Regions from separate parts of the Sus scrofa genome. Here region 2 is linked to region 1. A link is a contact called in public HiChIP or PLAC-seq data. All regions are on one chromosome and are shown on one strand. The core of a region is the stretch at or near the end of the contact, and the rest is flanking DNA. Distances in the headings are between cores, read along the strand shown. Region 1 overlaps ZNF217 (zinc finger protein 217). Region 2 overlaps LOC106504276 (a long non-coding RNA gene).

Region 1 (2,700 bases), core at 71-2,570:
TACGTGTTGCTTAACCTTTCTTTGCCTGATTTTCCTGTTTGTGAGATTGGTTCATCGACCCTTGTCTTCCACCACCCAAGGATGATTTCAACTGCCTATTTATAAAAAGTCCTTTGGAGGACAGCACAACAAAGTCAAAGGTGATGCTTAGGAGCAGGAAGCAGGTAGATGTGGACATTTCATGTCCTTCGTGTTAGAATAAAGGCATTTCATAACCTTTTGGATATGATGCAACATATCATGAATCCTGACACATAGTTGGAAGTAGGAAATTGCAAGGAAGTGCAAGTCCAGTTACAGACTCAGCTGCTTGGGAGGGATTGTGAGAAAGAGAGCTGGGCATTCTGCGTTAGGATATGGATTTTCCTGAAGTCATGTTATGATGTGAGCTGCTCTAGGGTTACCTTATTGTTATTTACTGTCAATCTGGCTTTCTTTAGGTTTATTTTAAAGAAGATGAAAAAGCAAAATATATTTTTATTCTTTTCAGTGTTTATAAATACAAGGTTTCGTAGTAGTTTTGATGTCAATTATTTTTTAAAGTCTTCATGACAGCTTTTTATTTTATTTTTCCTTTTCATTTTATTGAAATATAGTTGGTTAACAATGCATGACACCTTTTTAGACCAAGGGCTGCCTCTGCTGCTTGGAGTTTAGAGGTTTAGAGGTGGATACGTTGTCCTCAGGGAAGTTTAGGGGCCACAGATTAAACAGTCCTGTATTAATTGTAGCTGGAGGCTCACTGTGGTTTGCTTATAAGCTGCTTTTTAAAATCAGTAAATCTGTAAATCTAGACTGCAGAATGCGGAAGGAGCCAGGAAGAGGCCATTTGGTTGGAAATTATAGTTTTTCAAGGCAAAATGACCAGTTATGGTAAATTTAAAGAAATGACCTGACTTCTGTTGTAAGGCTGTTGTAATGTATGTAATGTGGCCGACAGTAGGAGGAGGGCCACTAGGACTGAAGTGCTCGTATTTGGCTGAGCGGATGCTGAACTGCAGCATCTCTGAGGTCAGGGAGGGCTGGTGTGGGAAGTACAGTCTATTCCTTTCCTTGGTGTTCCCAGTGGGCCTTTATTTACTTCCTTGCACACCGGCTACACTGTCTCGATCACCCTGCAGAGTGAAGATTAACTTGACTTTGTCATGCGGGGACAGATTTTAATTCTACAGGTCCATTTTGCCCACGTGTGTGCTTGTGGACCATACAGTCTGCTTTCCAAAGCAGCGCTCGATTTTGACAAACTTTCCTAGGTGTTTGCCCAGGATCGAACTTTTAATTTTCCGTAAAGATTAAGCTGTGCTTGCTACCCTCTAGTGGTGACTTGCCTCAGCTTAAGATGAAAACCTTCCTCTGGTGGGTGGGAAAGTTGGTGAGTTGTATTGGCGCAGTTTTCTAAACCCCTGTTCTGGAGAGGCTGGTTAGTCCAGCCCGTATGCAGGTCCTGCTTGAGTTTGCCAGATTCTGCTTGTCTCAGACTTGTTGGGAGAACAGGAAACTGTTCGTGCCTCTCAGTCTGTGTGATCAAGCACATGAAGAACTGAATCTTTAACAGTGAACTCTGCTATGCTCAGAAAAAAAAAAAAACCTGACTCACACATACTGTGATAACTACAGGCAACCTCAGAACAACATCTGGCGTGTTTTTAGCCTTTCTCGTTTACCCCAACACCTAACATAAAAATTATTTTGTACTTTCCAAAAAATGTTTCTATCATGAATGTTTTTCTTTTTTTAAAATTTTATGATTTTTATTTTTTCCATTAGAGTTGGTTTATAGTGTTCTGTCAGTTTCTGCTGTACAGCAAGGTGAACCGGTCATGCATATATATATATACACACATCCTTTTTCTCACATTATCCTCCATCCTGCTCCATCTTAAGTGACGGGATATAGTTGCCAGTGCCATACAGCAGGATCTCATTGCTTATCCACTCCAAAGGCAATAGTTTGCATCTATTAACCCCAGATTCCCAGTCCATCCCACTCCCTCCCTCTCCCCCTTGGCAACCACAAGTCTATTCTCCAAGTCCATGAGCTTCTTTTCTGTGGAAAGGTTTGTTTGTGCTGTATATTAGATTCCAGATATAAGCGATATCATATGATATTTGTCTTTCTCTTCTGACTGACTTCACTTAGTACGAGAGTCTCTAGTTCCATCTGTATTACTGCAGTTGGCATTATTTGTTCTTTTTTATGGCTGAGTAGTATTTCATTGCGTATATGTACCACATCTTCTTAATCTATTCATCTGTCGATGGACATTTAGGTTGTTACCATGTCTTGGCTATTGTCAATAGTGATGCAGTGAACATACAGGTGCATGTGTCTTTTTCAAGGAAAGTTTTGTCCAGATAGATGCCCAAGAGTGGAAATGCTGTGTCCTTTGGTAGTTCTGTATTTAATTTTCTGAGGTACCTCCATACTGTTTTCCATAGTGGTTGTACCAGTTTATATTCCCACCAACAGTGTAGGAGGGTTCCCTTTTCTCTCCACCCTCTCTAGCATTTTTTGTTTGTTGACTTGTTAACGATGGCCATACTGACAGGTATGAGGGTGGTACCTCTCATGAATATTTAAGTCAGCTTGCCCTTTTCACATATTAGAGCTGTCTTCTTATATGAATATTTTTGTTTCTATTTTAAGATAAAAATGATGATGGAGGAAAAATAAAGCATCTTACATCCTCAAGAGAATGT
Region 2 (2,700 bases), core at 137-2,636, 270 kb before region 1:
AGAATACATTCTCTCGTAATTGGCCATTTTGTGCAAATTCAACTGTTTACCATGACAAACCAGACCGACCTGTCCATTCTTCTCCAGACCTCCGTAAGGCATTCGTGTTGGGTTACTCTGGAATACAGAGGCGACTATTTCTTTGAACACCAGACACAATCCTTGGCTTACCTTTAGGAATCACGGTCTAAGAAAACACTATGAATCAGAGTTCCCATCATGGCTCAGTGGTTAGAGAATCCGACTAGGAACCATGAGGTTGCCGGTTCGATCCCTGGCCTTGCTCAGTGGGTTAAGGATCCAGCATTGCCATGAGCCGTGGTGTAGGTCGAAGACGAGGCTCAGATCCCGTGCTGCTGTGGCCCTGGTGTAGGCTGGCGGCTACAGCTCCAATTGGACGCCTAGCCTGGGAACCTCCATATGCCACAGAAGCGGCCCTAGAAAAGGCAAACACACGCACACACAAAACCCACTATGAATCTGTAAACTATGTTTACACACCAAGGAACAGGAGGGCTCTCCCTTCCTATGGGAAGGGCAGGCATGACCTCCCAGCTCCAGCTCTCCCAAGAGTTGAAGGGACTGTCACCAGCATGGCAAATGTTATTTTCTGCCTCCTATGACAACCCTGGGCCAACTTGGATCACGGAGTTCAAGTAACATATAATATATATTCAATGAGCAGAAAGATGCAACTTCTCTGCCTTGACGAGAAGGATATAAGAGGAGAGGAAAAAGAGAAAAGGCTTGAGGGAAAGTGAAGTCCCACCTGCCACTCTGCTAAAGGCCAAAAGCCTTGAGCCTCAATCTGTGGGTGGAGCCAGTCCCTGCCCTGGATGTTTCCTCCTGAAACAGGGCCGACAGACAGAGCCCTCAGCCAGGAAAAGCGAGTCAACACGACCTGTACGCTCTACCTCCTTCTTTTAGAGGGAAATTTCCCCTGACATGGATGCTTCATCGTCATCAATTATCCACATCCACGGTAGACTTGAGGCCTTGAGAACATCTTAACACTGGCTAACACGCCGGCAACAACAAAATCTCATGGCGCCAAAAAAGAAAAAAATCCGACTTAGAACTTCCCACTTCCATTCCTGGCCCTCCTCCTCTTAGCCTTAAATGCGTTTTGGTAAATGACAATCAAATGTTTAAAAAACAGAGAGTGAAGTGGTTCTGGAGCTCCCACCAATCTATTTTCTAAGTTTCCAATAGTCAGAAAGCACACTTGTGGGTTAGTCTATTCATCCAAACCAAATGCCAGATCTTTCCATCCTGAGTCGGGACCAGGCTGAACACCTGCCCTCGCTCTCATTATGGACCTTCTGACCCAGCTCCAGGCATGGGATTCCGTCCTGACTCAGCCACGCTGAACTCTGCTCCACTAGAAGCATCTGGGCATTTCCTTCTCTCACTTCCTCAGCCTCTGCTCGGGAGTGTCTGGGAGAAGGTTGTCACGAACAGATGTGCTTGTCTATTTCCAGAATTTGATTCTGTGTGCATGTGGTAAGAAAAACAAAACAAAACAAAACCCACAGAGGACAAGGGACAGAGGGAAGTCAGGTGAATCCAGCATTACCACGTCCACACACTTAGACTTCACTCCTCTGGGACTCGTGGTTCCTACAGTGACCCTTTCTGAAATGAACACAGCATGACTGAAGTTTTTCTAGCCTGTCAGTGAGAACTACCACCGTATATTGGTAAGTATTTCCGTTTAAAATGCACTTGGAAAGGATATGGTTTCAAGCCTGGACAAAGCTCATATTGTCGAGTTCTAGTTCCAGTTATTTTAGGCAAAGAAAGGGAATTTCCATTCCTCCCTCTAATCAGGCGGGAGCACTCCCTTCTGAGTAACCACTTCCTTGTGATCTGTCAGAGCCCAAGTTATTTAACAGGGGGGAAAAAAAATCCCCTGGTATTAGGCATAAAATTTCTAGTCAAGCCAGCCACTCTGAGAACACGTCCATGAGCTCATGCAAGAATGAAGATGTGACCTCATTCAGCGGAGGGAACACAGGAGACTTGATTCTACAAGAAAGGGATGAAATGGGGCCACACGGACCGTCATTCAGCAGCCGTGGTGATGGTGCCAATGGCTCTCATTATAGCCAACGTAGCATGTGCCAGGCACTCGTTCATCAGAACCATGATTGGACTGCTCGTGTTTGCGAGTTTTAATGTTTAAGGGTTTTGTTTTTTGTGTGAGTCAGTACATGTCAGAGTTCCCTGATGACTTATTAGGCCAAGGATTCAGTTGTCACTGCTGTGGCACGGATTTGATCTCTGCAACAGGAACTTCCCCATGCGGTGGGTGTGGCAAAAAAAAAGAAGTCGGTTAATGTACATTCCATGAAAAATAGTGTAGGTGGTAACAGATATGGCAAAAATCCAAAGTAATACGCAAATGACAACAGAGAAACAGTGAGCTGGACAATGCCGTTTCTCGAAACAAAACAAAAAACACCACTGCAACAGAGAAGGGAAAAAAGAAAAAAAACTGGCCATGCAGTAAACCTTCCTTAGGGGCCGAGCACTTGATGCATATAGATTTTAGAGGCCTGACCTGTAATCCTCGCAAAGACACTATGAATTAGGAAAGACGACTACCCCCAGTTTACAGATGAGGACACCGAGGCCGAGGAATGCCAAGTACTGGCTCAGGGTGACATGGCTATAGCGGCAGAGCTAGGAATTGACCCC

Evidence for each region. HiChIP or PLAC-seq counts read pairs in DNA pulled down with a chosen protein or histone mark.
Region 2: an H3K27ac HiChIP or PLAC-seq map of alveolar macrophages shows a contact between it and region 1. The contact joins two enhancer-like sites. A contact is called at or near these places in 12 of 47 Hi-C or Micro-C datasets (alveolar macrophages, embryonic fibroblasts, epiblast stem cells and 7 more) and 2 of 2 datasets of contacts at active chromatin or transcription factors (alveolar macrophages and skeletal muscle).

What each region holds. Positions count from the first base shown.
Region 1 is chr17:54,614,606-54,617,305 of Sscrofa11.1, reverse strand. It overlaps ZNF217 (zinc finger protein 217), which reads left to right. Exons shown (of 6, transcript NM_001123217.1): 3 at 2,648-2,700. Among named protein-coding and RNA genes, the nearest start is that of ZNF217, 16 kb to the left of the region's middle. Within about 2 kb of position 1,320, at least 22 of the 83 cell types and tissues checked have an H3K27ac peak or open chromatin away from gene starts, as enhancers often do. A contact at or near this core is called in alveolar macrophages, embryonic fibroblasts and skeletal muscle, where this site is marked.
Region 2 is chr17:54,882,332-54,885,031 of Sscrofa11.1, reverse strand. The region is part of intron 1 of LOC106504276 (a long non-coding RNA gene); the gene reads left to right. Among named protein-coding and RNA genes, the nearest start is that of BCAS1, 140 kb to the left of the region's middle. Within about 2 kb of position 1,386, at least 33 of the 83 cell types and tissues checked have an H3K27ac peak or open chromatin away from gene starts, as enhancers often do. A contact at or near this core is called in alveolar macrophages, embryonic fibroblasts and skeletal muscle, where this site is marked.